3 separate regions of the Mus musculus genome follow, and all the other regions are linked to region 1. The links are chromatin contacts, called in public ChIA-PET and HiChIP or PLAC-seq maps. All regions are on one chromosome and are shown on one strand. The core of a region is the stretch at or near the end of the contact, and the rest is flanking DNA. Distances in the headings are between cores, read along the strand shown. Region 1 holds the start of Lyrm9 (LYR motif containing 9). Region 2 holds the start of Poldip2 (polymerase (DNA-directed), delta interacting protein 2). Region 3 holds the start of Ksr1 (kinase suppressor of ras 1).

Evidence for each region. ChIA-PET counts read pairs in DNA pulled down with a chosen protein or histone mark. HiChIP or PLAC-seq counts read pairs in DNA pulled down with a chosen protein or histone mark.
Region 2: an H3K4me3 HiChIP or PLAC-seq map of bone marrow-derived macrophages shows a contact between it and region 1, with 6 times the contacts expected there. The contact joins the promoter of Poldip2 here to the promoter of Lyrm9 in region 1. A contact is called at or near these places in 7 of 39 promoter capture datasets (the 3T3-L1 cell line, the C10 cell line, the HPC-7 cell line and 3 more), 4 of 15 datasets of contacts at CTCF or cohesin (CD8 T cells, the NIH/3T3 cell line, large pre-B cells and 1 more), 11 of 484 Hi-C or Micro-C datasets (CD4 T cells, the N1E-115 cell line, bone marrow-derived macrophages and 6 more), 31 of 115 datasets of contacts at active chromatin or transcription factors (the 230-238 cell line, the HPC-7 cell line, the SCID.adh cell line and 20 more) and 4 of 9 other capture datasets (adipose tissue, embryonic stem cells, liver and 1 more).
Region 3: a contact with region 1 is called in an RNA polymerase II ChIA-PET map of effector CD8 T cells, with 11 read pairs. The contact joins the promoter of Ksr1 here to the promoter of Lyrm9 in region 1. A contact is called at or near these places in 10 of 39 promoter capture datasets (the C10 cell line, HPC-7-derived erythroid cells, frontonasal cranial neural crest and 6 more), 1 of 15 datasets of contacts at CTCF or cohesin (stem cell-derived epiblast-like cells), 1 of 484 Hi-C or Micro-C datasets (nephron progenitors), 7 of 115 datasets of contacts at active chromatin or transcription factors (double positive thymocytes, effector CD8 T cells, embryonic forebrain and 4 more) and 1 of 9 other capture datasets (embryonic stem cells).

What each region holds. Positions count from the first base shown.
Region 1 is chr11:78,824,904-78,828,612 of GRCm38.p6, reverse strand. It overlaps Lyrm9 (LYR motif containing 9), which reads right to left and starts at 2,018. Exons shown (of 4, transcript NM_001076681.2): 1 at 1,977-2,018.
Region 2 is chr11:78,510,664-78,514,372 of GRCm38.p6, reverse strand. Poldip2 (polymerase (DNA-directed), delta interacting protein 2) reads right to left here and starts at 2,077. Exons shown (of 11, transcript NM_026389.3): 1 at 1,901-2,077; 2 at 372-453. The coding sequence starts at 2,061. Tmem199 (transmembrane protein 199) reads left to right here and starts at 2,205. Exons shown (of 6, transcript NM_199199.3): 1 at 2,205-2,476. The coding sequence starts at 2,266.
Region 3 is chr11:79,144,614-79,148,322 of GRCm38.p6, reverse strand. Ksr1 (kinase suppressor of ras 1) reads left to right here and starts at 1,850. Exons shown (of 19, transcript NM_013571.3): 1 at 1,850-2,268. The coding sequence starts at 2,044.

The DNA.
Region 1 (3,709 bases), core at 769-3,268:
CCAAAAGCTGTCCTCTGACCTCCACTTGTGACCACACACACACTCATTACACTCACATACAGAACTGAATGGGTCTAGTGGCATATCCCCGTAATAGCACTCAGGAGGTAGAAGCAGGAAGCCTGGGTTCAAGGTCCAGTCTAGGCTACATAATAAGCTCGAGGTCAGCCTGGGCTATCCAAGATCCTGCCTGTCTCAAAACTTAAACAAGGGGCTGGAGAGATGGCTCAGCAGTTAAGAGCGCTGACTGATCTTCCAGAGGTCCTGAGTTCAAATCCCAGCAACCACATGGTGGCTCACAACCATCTGTCCCAAGACTGGATGCCCTCTTCTGGTGTGTCTGAAGACAACTACAGTGTACTTACACATAATAAATAAATCTTTAAAAAAAAAACTGAAACAAAACCAGTTTATAAAGCTTAAAGAACATGACCTATTGGTGGGGGCGGGGGGCATAAAGGGAACTTCCTGGGTGCCAGGTGACAATGCTGGCACAGGTGCTAAGAAGAAAAGACCCAATCACAGGTAAGCTCACTGTCGTTATCACTAACCTGTGTCCTAACACGGGTCACCTAAAAATAATTGGAAAAAGAGTCATACATTTAAAAAGATAATGGAACTGCAGAAAATAACCCGAAATTATGCCCAATTGAGTACTGATAAAAGCTAAATTAAGCCTGCACCAGCCATTTTTTTTAAATACGCAATTAATCTTCATGATGGAGAAAGTTGAAAATAGGAATGGTTAGCTCCCTGCCCCCGCCCACCCTAGGGCTCCATCTGGCATATTTATGTTCTTCCAGCAATCCTGCCTCCCCTCGTCCCTCTCCCACACAGCCAAGGTCAGGCCAGCCTCCCTACATTCCCACCGGCACACCCTTCAGAACCAGTTTTTGGTCCATCCCTGTGGGAGGTGGGGATGCTGGAAATGAATCCTGGGGCTTGACGATGCCTGGCAACCTTTTTACCACGGAGCTGTTCCTAGCTCCTAGTTAGCAGCTAAGCTAATCAGTCTCTTTCTTCCTGGCCAAATCCCACGTGCCACCCAAGGATATACACTTTATCCTTCCCTTTCTTTGGCCCACCCCCACCCCCACCCCCACCTTATACCCAGAAGACAGGTATGTAAGAGTAAGGACTTCAAATGAGTCCCAAGGGCCATCACTGGGCACATGGGGAGATAAAATCTGATCCAGGCAAACATTGGAAAATTATTCTGTAATAAAGCGAATGAAGCACTTACATATGCTACCACGTGCGTGCTTTGAATGAGGCATAAAAGACGCAGGAAACCAATAACCGGGGCTGCATATGATTGATTCCATTTCTGTGAAATGTTCAGAACTAACAAAATCTATGGAAATCAGCTAAGTGGTTGCCTAGCGCAAAGAGAAAGGACGAGACTGGAGAGGGGTTTTGCCAGCAAATGTAGATGGTTTTCTTTCAAGGTAAATGTTCTAAAATCAACAGTGGCCATAGATGCACATCTGCGCACATTCTAAATGTTATTAAACGTGTGCACTTTAGCACTGGCCGGGAATCACAGTACTACTGGGAAGTTGGGGCAGGGGGATTACGAGTTCAAGGCCAGATAGGGTTACATATTGCAAAGACCAAAATTATTCCAGATACTCCTGGTAACAGGGTGTTCCTGCAGACCGAGTGAGAGTAGCACGTCTCCTCTTTGAAAACCATAGAACGGAGGCTGCTCCAGCCGAGTGCAGATGCCAGCAGCACATGGCAGAGACCTGGCTCCCCGTGTCCTCCGACACCGCATCCCGGCCTCCCACGCTCCTCCGCGGCGCGGCAACTATGGCTGCGACAGGTGTCGCTGGCACTAGGGGAAAGCCTGGAGAGCCCGCAGATCGCCCCCAGGGCTTCCACATATCCCGGCCCTGCAGGCAGCCTCGGTAATCCCCAGCCCGCCCCTGCCGCCCCCCGAGTCCCCGCCCAAGGGCCCGCGCAGCGCGGCTCACCCGCCTTCCCGGCGGACGCCAACTGGAGACACCGCGAGCGACACGATTGCGCCTGCGCGGCAGAAGCAAGCGCAGCCCCGCCCCCGCCTGGTACCCTAGCGCCCTCTGCCGGCCATCCGCGGGACTCGGGGTCCTACTGGGTGCGGGCTTCCTGATCCGACCCCGCCCAGTTGGCTGGAACCACGGCCCGCTTTTCCTTGTCTCCCTTACAACCTTGGATACAAACTCTGATGGCAAGCTCTTCTTCATATTCCCACGAATGGAGAATATTAGGGGTGCTCAAGATCTGTGAAACGTCTTCTTGAAGGACGTGTCCTTCCTGTTGTTATGTTGATGACAGGAATTATGTTTGGAAGGGAGTCTTCATTTCGAGTCACTTGATCAAATTACAGTCCCACAACACCTGTCAGAAGAATACATATGACAGTAATAGGCACGCTTCCTTTCAACTCTGCTATAATTATAATCGAGGGAGAGAATGAAGAATCTTAACTTGCAGCTACTGCCGGGATCATTTTTTGAAAATGAAATAATGCTGTTTCATTAAACGGGTTCTCCCCACTCGCGCATGTTTAAAGTCAGAATGCTTCTCTGAATTGATTTAAACACAAGTTTTATATCCTGAAAGAAATAAAGACAGGTCTTTTTCATGAGACAAACGCCCTGTTCAATGAGGCTTCTAGCTTCTCTGGGCCGCTGTCTGAAAGGCAGCAAGGGCGCCGGTGGATAACATTGCTTCTCTTCATCTTTCCTCTTCGGGGCTTTAAAAAAAATCTACCTATAATGAAAAGCCCGATTTCCTTACACACGCTCCTCATGTAGCTGCTTTAACAAGACAATTGCTTATAATGCCTTTTTTCTTCATTTTTTAAAAGTAAACATCGCTGTTTAGCAGCACTCGGAAGTCTATTTTTCTTCCTCTTAGGAAGCAGGGGCTATTTCTTAACAGAACTACTTCCTTTCTCTGATTCATCTTCAACTCTCTAGAATGCCACCGTCTCCCTCCCGCACCCCCCCCACACACAAAGCACCCCCTTCCTCCTCTTCAGCTAACACTCTACCCCGTCTTCAAATCTGTGTGGGAGGATTCTTCCCCTGGAATACCCAGATAATTTCCTTCATTTATTTTCAAACTGTAGACTTGGACCAACTGTATCTGAAAGATCCGAATGCACCCTCATAAATCAGCCTTTTTATTTACCCATGCATAATCACGGCATGTCATTAGTGCAGATCCAATCAATAAATCATTACGCTTTTAGAGCCCTTACTAGGAGCAACCTGCTGGGACACCAATCCACTCTCTCGTACAACATTAAGATCCTTTCATATTTTTAAGAAATTTCAATCTGTTCTCTCAGTCCCCCTCTTTTGTTCCTAGATCTCCGTGTTCCTGCTTCAGAAGCCTCATTCTAATACCTAGGTCATAAAATATTCAAGAAGCAAGCTGTTAGCTCTACCTCCGAAAGGCTCCACCTTCCTGCCTCTTGTGTTACTTCTGTCTTTACAGAGACACAACATTTATCTTTCTCGAAAACTCTTTGTCGACAGCTAGGCAGCACAAAAGAGAAAGAACAGAAAAGAAATTTTTTTATTTTTTAGCTTGAGGGAGAGATGTGGATAGCAGCTCCCTTTCTTTTACCGAGTCACAGTGAGAACTTGGATTTAAGAATAATCCAAGCCAGGCAAGGAGGTGCACACCTTTAATCCAAACACTCCAGAGGCAGAGGCAG
Region 2 (3,709 bases), core at 828-3,327, 310 kb after region 1:
AACCTTTTTTTTCTTAATTTGTGATTCTGAGCTGAACATGGTTACACACATCTGTAACACAAGTATTCCATAAGGGAACGAGTTTGCAATGTCAAGGTCACCGTGGGTTACAGAATGAGTCAAGGCTAAACTAAGCTACACAGAAGACTCTGCCTCAAAACAAGTCCAAAATTTATCTTGGTCAAAATGAAGATGGATTGAAACTTGGGGTGTAGCTCAGCAGATGGCATCTGTCTCTAAGACCGGTGGGCAAAGAGATGAAGAATGAAAAGATACAAATACCGCTGAGATTCAATATTCTGACCAAACTTAGCTGCATTCAGAAACAGAATAGTCCATGAAAATGAGAGGAGACCTAGCACAGTACCTACCTGCCCAGTCTCATATTTTCCATTTTGTTTTGGCACCTCAAACACACCAACTGTCTCCAGCACTTTGCCCTCTGCACGGTTCCTGAGTGGGAAGGAAAAGAACAAGCAAGTGAGACCCTGAGAAGACAGCAGTCCTTCGCCAGGAAAAATCAGACACGTGAACAAAGAAAGCCCCCTAGTACTCTGCAGGGTCAGGGCAATGACAGCCAAGGCCCAGGATGCTGCTTTTCCTCATTTAAGATCCAGCCATGGGCATCTACATGGTGAAGGTCTCCCAGTCTTCCAGGGTTTTGTGTGACTACTCCAAACTTACTTCCTTCTATCTTTACTTAGCATTTCCAAAGTCATTCTTATTCTTGCATATCCTGTTTCAATGCACACCTTCACCCACCCTCCGGGTCTTCCCCCCCCCCCACATGTTAACCATCCTTCCAACTTTGCATTTCAGTTCCTGGTATGCATGCCTTGAGTCCATTAAGGACCTGAGAGACATGCCTAGTGTGTAAGAGGTGCTCAAAAAGCATTTGTTCTGAGGCAAGCAGTTCTTCTGTCTCTACTTTTACCCACTGCTGCTTGGCAGTATACTCACTAAGCCTGGCATTTGCTACTTGGAAGAATTGTTCTGAACCAAAAATGGTTCCACACATCGGTAATCCCAGGGCTCTTAAGGCTAAGGCTGGAAAATAACAGGTTCTGGGCCCATCTGGCTACACAGCATGATTCTCCCAATCCTACACATTCAACTGTGCTGTAAATTCTAAGTCTTTACCCTGACCTCAGGACCTAGCATTTCTAGATTCTCAAAGGTACCCCACACAGTACACTTAGCACTGCCGTGTCTCCACCCAGTGTCTTTTCACATTTACTTGTCTTAAATAGCAAATACCTCCCTTAACCACTATCAGGTCATTTCCATCAACTTATCCTTTTAAATAGGATTAATTTTGCTATGGATCCATCAAAGCACTGTAATGTTACTTTGGAAATGTTAACTTCATAGCCAACTTTTCAATCCTGTCTGATCCCTACAAGGCTTTGTTTACACCGCCCCCCCCCCCCCGAGCCTCAACCCCTATTTCCCAAGTCACATGGGCAAAATCAGTCTCCCCAAGGTCACATGGAAACAGGACCCACAAAGGTAGACACTTAAATCGACTTGTTTCCCACAGAATAGCATATTTCTGAGAGTCACTGACCCAAAAGGGCCCGGGGATCCCTGTAGTTGTATTAAATGGCAGCCCACTCCAGGTGCCGGGGACCCCAGCCTGGGAGGCAGGATTCGCCTAAGAAGCGTTACTTGTTCTCCCTCGGAGCTGCCCTGCACTGCCAGGGCCCTGGGCAGTGCTCCCTTCTTTGCTCTTGGCACATGTCCCAAGCAGCCCGTGTCGGCTCTCTCCTCGGGACCCTTTCTCAGGTGGCACTCCGGCTGCCCAAACAGAGTCAGGCCTCCTGGCTTCCTTAGTAGCTAGGTAGAAAACGCTCCCTAGATTCTGGGCCCGGCTCCCTGGCCCCCTCTCTCCGTCCCTCACCGGGACGACAGATGCCTTCGGGTCGTCGCTGTGGCCACCGGCGGAAGGCCCCCTGCTCCACCGACCGCACACAGTGGCCTCGACCCTCGGGTCGTGGCCAGCGACCGAGACCACCAGCGGCTGCCCACTGCTAGGGCCCGTCGGGCCACACAACCAGCCATGTCCCGCCCGAGCGCCCGCTCGGCTGCTGACACAGGGCCCGACCCGCGGCGGGGCGCCGTCCCGCCCCCGCCCCACACTGCCCCGCGCCTAAGCCCCTCCCCTCGGGCCCGCCCCCCGCGGCCGCGTGGGCTCCTCCAGCTACATCCGGCGCCTGTGAGCGGAAGTCCGAGTTTGGGATCACCTGATCAGAGCGTGAGGCAGAAATGGCGTCTTCCTTGCTTGCCGGCGAACGACTGGTTCGCGCTTTGGGTCCTGGCGGAGAACTGGAACGGGAGCAGCTCCCCCGGAAGCTGCGTGCCCAGCTCGAGGCTGCTCTGGGAAAGAAACACGCGGGCAGTGATAATGCCACGGGACCCCGGCGCCTGGTTTCATTCCGTCTCATCCGAGATCTGCATCAGCACCTGAGAGAAAGAAGTGAGCGGTCCCCATTCAAGAGTCGCCGCGTTCTTTTCAGATCTAATCCCTTCTGAGGCGTATTTTCCCCCCATCACTCTCGAGTGCCTACCGAGTTCTCATATATCCAGTCCAAAAGCCTTCTCATAAACCCCAGGTTTACTACTTCCATCTTAACTTCCGTGAAAATTCTTAGTGTGTTACAAAACGTATTTTCAGATTTTGTTGAGTCCTCTTTTAGTGCCACCTAAGTCCATGTGAATTTTTTTAGGAAGTCGAGATTGTAGCCCAGTACTATCTGACAGGTTGAGTTTCTCCATTTGAGGGCCATATATCAATAGTGAGCATATCGTGTTTGGAAAAAGTGATTTTTTTTCCTTCCATCTCAAAGGTAAAGGTGCAAGCCCCAGTTTAGGGGTGAGGGTAGGGAAACGGTAACAACAACAAAAACTATTGAAAGATCTGGATTGAGTCGCATGTAGTTCTAGACATTGTAAAGAAGTCATTTCTCCTTTTCAGACCTATTTACTTATGTTAAGGTAGGGAATAGGGTAAACTGGCATGTAACTTACCTTGCCAGAGTTAACATATCCTGGCCAGAAGTGCAAAGGGTAGATGATCAACTATTTAGACTTAAGAGAATCTTAGAAAAAGATCCTCTAATACAGTGTCCGCTGAGTGTTTAGCATCACAACCCAATCCTGACTAGGACAGATCTATTATTTTCACAGAAATAACCTACCATTGGTAGTGGTGAGGTAGGGTTGGTAACGAAGACTGACAGTTAAAGTCCACTCTATGACACTAAAAAATACTTAGGTGGAATTGTCCTAAATCTTTCCTAGTTGAAAGTTATCTTGAGTAAAATGAAAAATAATTGAATAAACACAAGGAGAGAAAGAAAATGATCACAAGGTTGGGCATGGCACGTACCTGAAACCCAAGGGGCTGAGGCAGTAAGATTGTGAGTTGTCTAGATGAAGTACATGAGAATTCAAGAGACAGCTAGGTGTATCTAAATGAACTTAAGGTTAGACTGGTTTCATAATGAGTTCTGAGCCAGCCTGGTCTACATGATATGTGTATGTATATACATATATCAGCCTTGTCTCAACAATATATCTATATATGAGAGAAAGAAGTGAGCGGTCCCCAATCAAGAGTCGCCGCGTTCTTTTCAGATCTAATCCTTTCTGAGGCGTATTTTCCCCCATATCACTCTCCAGTGCCTACCGAGTTCTCATATATCCAGTC
Region 3 (3,709 bases), core at 601-3,100, 320 kb before region 1:
AGTGCTGGGATTAATGTGAGCTCCCACACCTACCTGTATCAGTAATTCTTTTTTTTTTTTTTTTTTAAAGATTTATTTATTTACTTATTATATGTAAGTACACTGTAGCTGTCTTCAGAAACCCCAGAAGAGGGCATCAGATTTCATTACGGATGGTTGTGAGCCACCATGTGGTTGCTGGGATTTGAACTCGGGACCTTCGGAAGAGCAGTCGGAGCTCTTAACCACTGAGCCATCTCGCCAGCCCCAGTAATTCTTTTTGTTTAGCTCTGTTCGATTAATTTTGTTTTATGGGTCTGAGTGTTTTGCCTGCATGCATGTATGTGTAGCCATGTGACTACTTGGTGCTCACAGAGGTTAGAAGGCATCAGAATCCCTAGAACTGGAGTTACAAATGGCTGTGATCCATCACACGGATGCAGGGCACAGAACTCCTCATCCTTTGCAGGAGCGAGCGCTCCTAACTGCTGAGCTATCTGTCTAACCCAACACTGTTTTTGAGGCAAGACCTCACTATATATGTAGCCCAAGCTGGTCTTGAATTCACTATTTGACCAGATTGGTCTTGAACTCACAGAGATCCTCCTGCCTCTGCCTCTGGAGTGCTGGGATTAAAAGTGTGTACACTTGACTTCAGTTTTTACTTCTTTTTTCGAGACAGGGTTTCTCTGTGTAGCCCTGGCTGTCTTGGAACTTGCTCTGTAGACCAGGCTGGCCTGGAACTCACAGAGATTCTCCTGCCTCTGCTTCCAGAGTGCCACTGCCACCTGGCTCATTTTCACTTCATTTTTATTGCTAGAACATGTGAGGTGGACTGATGGGAGAGGAGAATGAGCAGGTGTGGTAAAGCTTAAATTAGGGCAGACTGGGAAACACCACTGCTAAGACCACTGACTGCTGAGGCTCAGGGTCTCATCTAGATAGTGTGAAGTTAGAAAGGAGCTAGCATGTATACTTGATCGCACATGCCAGCAGTTAATATGGGTGCTGTTAGAAACATAACTTTTTTAAAGAAACCCTCTAGACTAGATGGCTATGACTACCCTATTTGATGTGAAGGGGAAACTTGGGCACTCAGAGGAAAGCTATTTGTCCAAGTTCACATACTGGGTAGACCCAGGTTCTCTCTGGCTCGAAACTCTTAGAACTGTTCAACAAATTAATATTTTGCCCATGTGGCATCTACAGGGTATGGGGGGCACTAAATTTATTTTGTTGAGTAAATAGAACACAGAAGAAAGTCCTTTCTCCTTGCCTGCACAGTAACTTTGGTGTGACAATTCAGGGTCAAGCTCTATGTGAACACAAACACAGCCTCGTCGGGTGTTGTGAGATTTTGATGAAGGTGGGTGTTTCTTTTTCTTTTCTTTTGATAGTGTTGGGGAATCAAACCTAGGGCTTTGTGTTTGCCTGGCAAATGTTCTGCCGCTGAGCTACACTTTTAGCGCATTCCCATACATGGTAACCCCTAAACTCATACAAAAATTTTAGGACCCTCAATATCCTACAAGACAGGGGTTATCTGGGTCTGAGCCATCAGCCCCTTCCCCACCCCATTCGCCAGTCTCGGAAAGCTACTGATGTGTGTGCGCTTGCGTGTGTGAGAAGGGTGTAGTAGTGGGAGATGGGGGTAAAGGAATCAAACTCCCTAGACCACGACGCGCACGAATTGGAGCAGGCGCAGAGCAGCCCCTTCTAGACGTCAGGCGGGGCCGAAGTGCGGGCGGGGCCCCGAGGGCGCGGGCCAGAAAGCAGATGCGATGCGCGGACTACAAGTCCCAGAATGCGTCGCGGCCCCGATCCGGCCCCCGCTGTCGCTTAAAGGCTCCAACAACCACAGCCGTCGGGTAGTGGAGGCTTTCGCTTTGCCGCCGCGTCTGGGCGGGAGGAGGAGCGGACTGGGCAGCAGGCTTTCGGGACTGCAGGCTTAGGCGGCGCCAAGGGGCGCTCCTAGTGCAGCCTTCCTGGCTCGGGGCTTTCCTGCCGAGGCGCCCGTGTCCCCGGGCTCCTCGCCTCGGCCCCCAGCGGCCCCGATGCCGAGGCATGGATAGAGCGGCGTTGCGCGCGGCAGCGATGGGCGAGAAAAAGGAGGGCGGCGGCGGGGGCGCCGCGGCGGACGGGGGCGCAGGGGCCGCCGTCAGCCGGGCGCTGCAGCAGTGCGGCCAGCTGCAGAAGCTCATCGATATCTCCATCGGCAGTCTGCGCGGGCTGCGCACCAAGTGCTCAGTGTCTAACGACCTCACACAGCAGGAGATCCGGACCCTAGAGGTAAGGGGCCGTTGCGCCCCACGTCCGGACCCGGCGGTGGCCCGGGAGCCGCCCCACTGCTTTCCTTCCCGAGTTGCATCCTGCAGCGGGGTTGCTGGCTGGAGTCTTCCTCCCTTTCCCGAGCTCTCTGATGCGGCAGCGTGAGGACCTACGACCAGCTCTCACTTTGGAAGAATTTAGGGGAGGGGGGTGTTAGCGTGGAACTGGATCGAGTCTCGAAGACCAGCGTGCCGAGTAGGATGCACAGGGCACCCCACTGCAAACCCCTTTCCGCCTTCACCCTATTTCCAGTGCCCACAGTAGTCATTGTCCCACTGAATCACGCGCCGGTCTTTTCTCCGTGTGCTTTAAGTCCGGTAGCGTGGGCTGGGGCGATGTGGGGGACGTCCCTTGAAGTGTGAGCGTCGATCGATCGGTGGCACTGACTTTCCCCTCACTCCCCACTCTCCTTGTTGTCCGTTTCTTTCCTTTCCACCAGGTCTCTGCCGCTTTTCAAAAAGTGTTTGCTGAAACAGCATTTTTGCTGTTCAGGCGTTGGGGTGCTTGTCTTTGGAGATGTCACAGCGGTTCACTGCTTAAAATGAAATTACCCTTTGACTTCCCTACTCCACCCCAAACACTGAGCTTTGGCCTAGGAAGGATTATACTGGGGAAGGGAACCTTTGGTAAGAACAGGCTACTTAAGGGGGTTGCTGACAGAGATAACCTGGAGTGCAATGAGGAAACAAGATGTGTGAGCTCTCTTCTCTCAAATTATACAGTTGGGAAGTGCAGCATTAAAACGATTTGGAAGAACCAGCCAGAAAGGTGGTTGGCATTTCAGAAGGGGACGCTCCCCCACCCCCTTACACATTGGGGGGGAAACTAGTGCCTTCCCAACTTGCTTTTGCCCAGAGACTGGAAGACCTTTGAAAGTGAAGGGGTTATTTAGTAACTCTTTCCCTAAGAAGGGCCTTTCCCTGGCATTGCCACATTTGGTTTCTGTAGGTCTGAGGATGTCTTGTTAGATACATAATACCCTTTCTCTCTCCTCTCTCTCTCTCTCTCTCTCTCTCTCTCTCTCTCACACACACACACACACACACACACACACAATTGCTAATTGCATCTGCCAGCTGTCCTAGAGCCAGCTGATGATTGCTGTAATTATTACAAGACCAGCCCTCCCTCCTCTCGCACCACAAGCCTGAATCCTTGTTTGATCCAAAATGCTCAGGGTGACTCTCCCTTAGTTGTATTTTCATAAAAGCCATGAAGCCAGGGACATTGGGAGACTCCAAACAGTGCTGGCTATTATTATTGTTTTTTTGTTACAGTTGCTATAGCAGGACTGACCTGGGGTTTGCCTTAAAAACAAACCAACAAAACCCTGCACTGGGAGTCTCTGCATGTGGATTTCTTGAACACAGCTGAGTGTGTGTGTCCAGCAAAGTTCACTTTT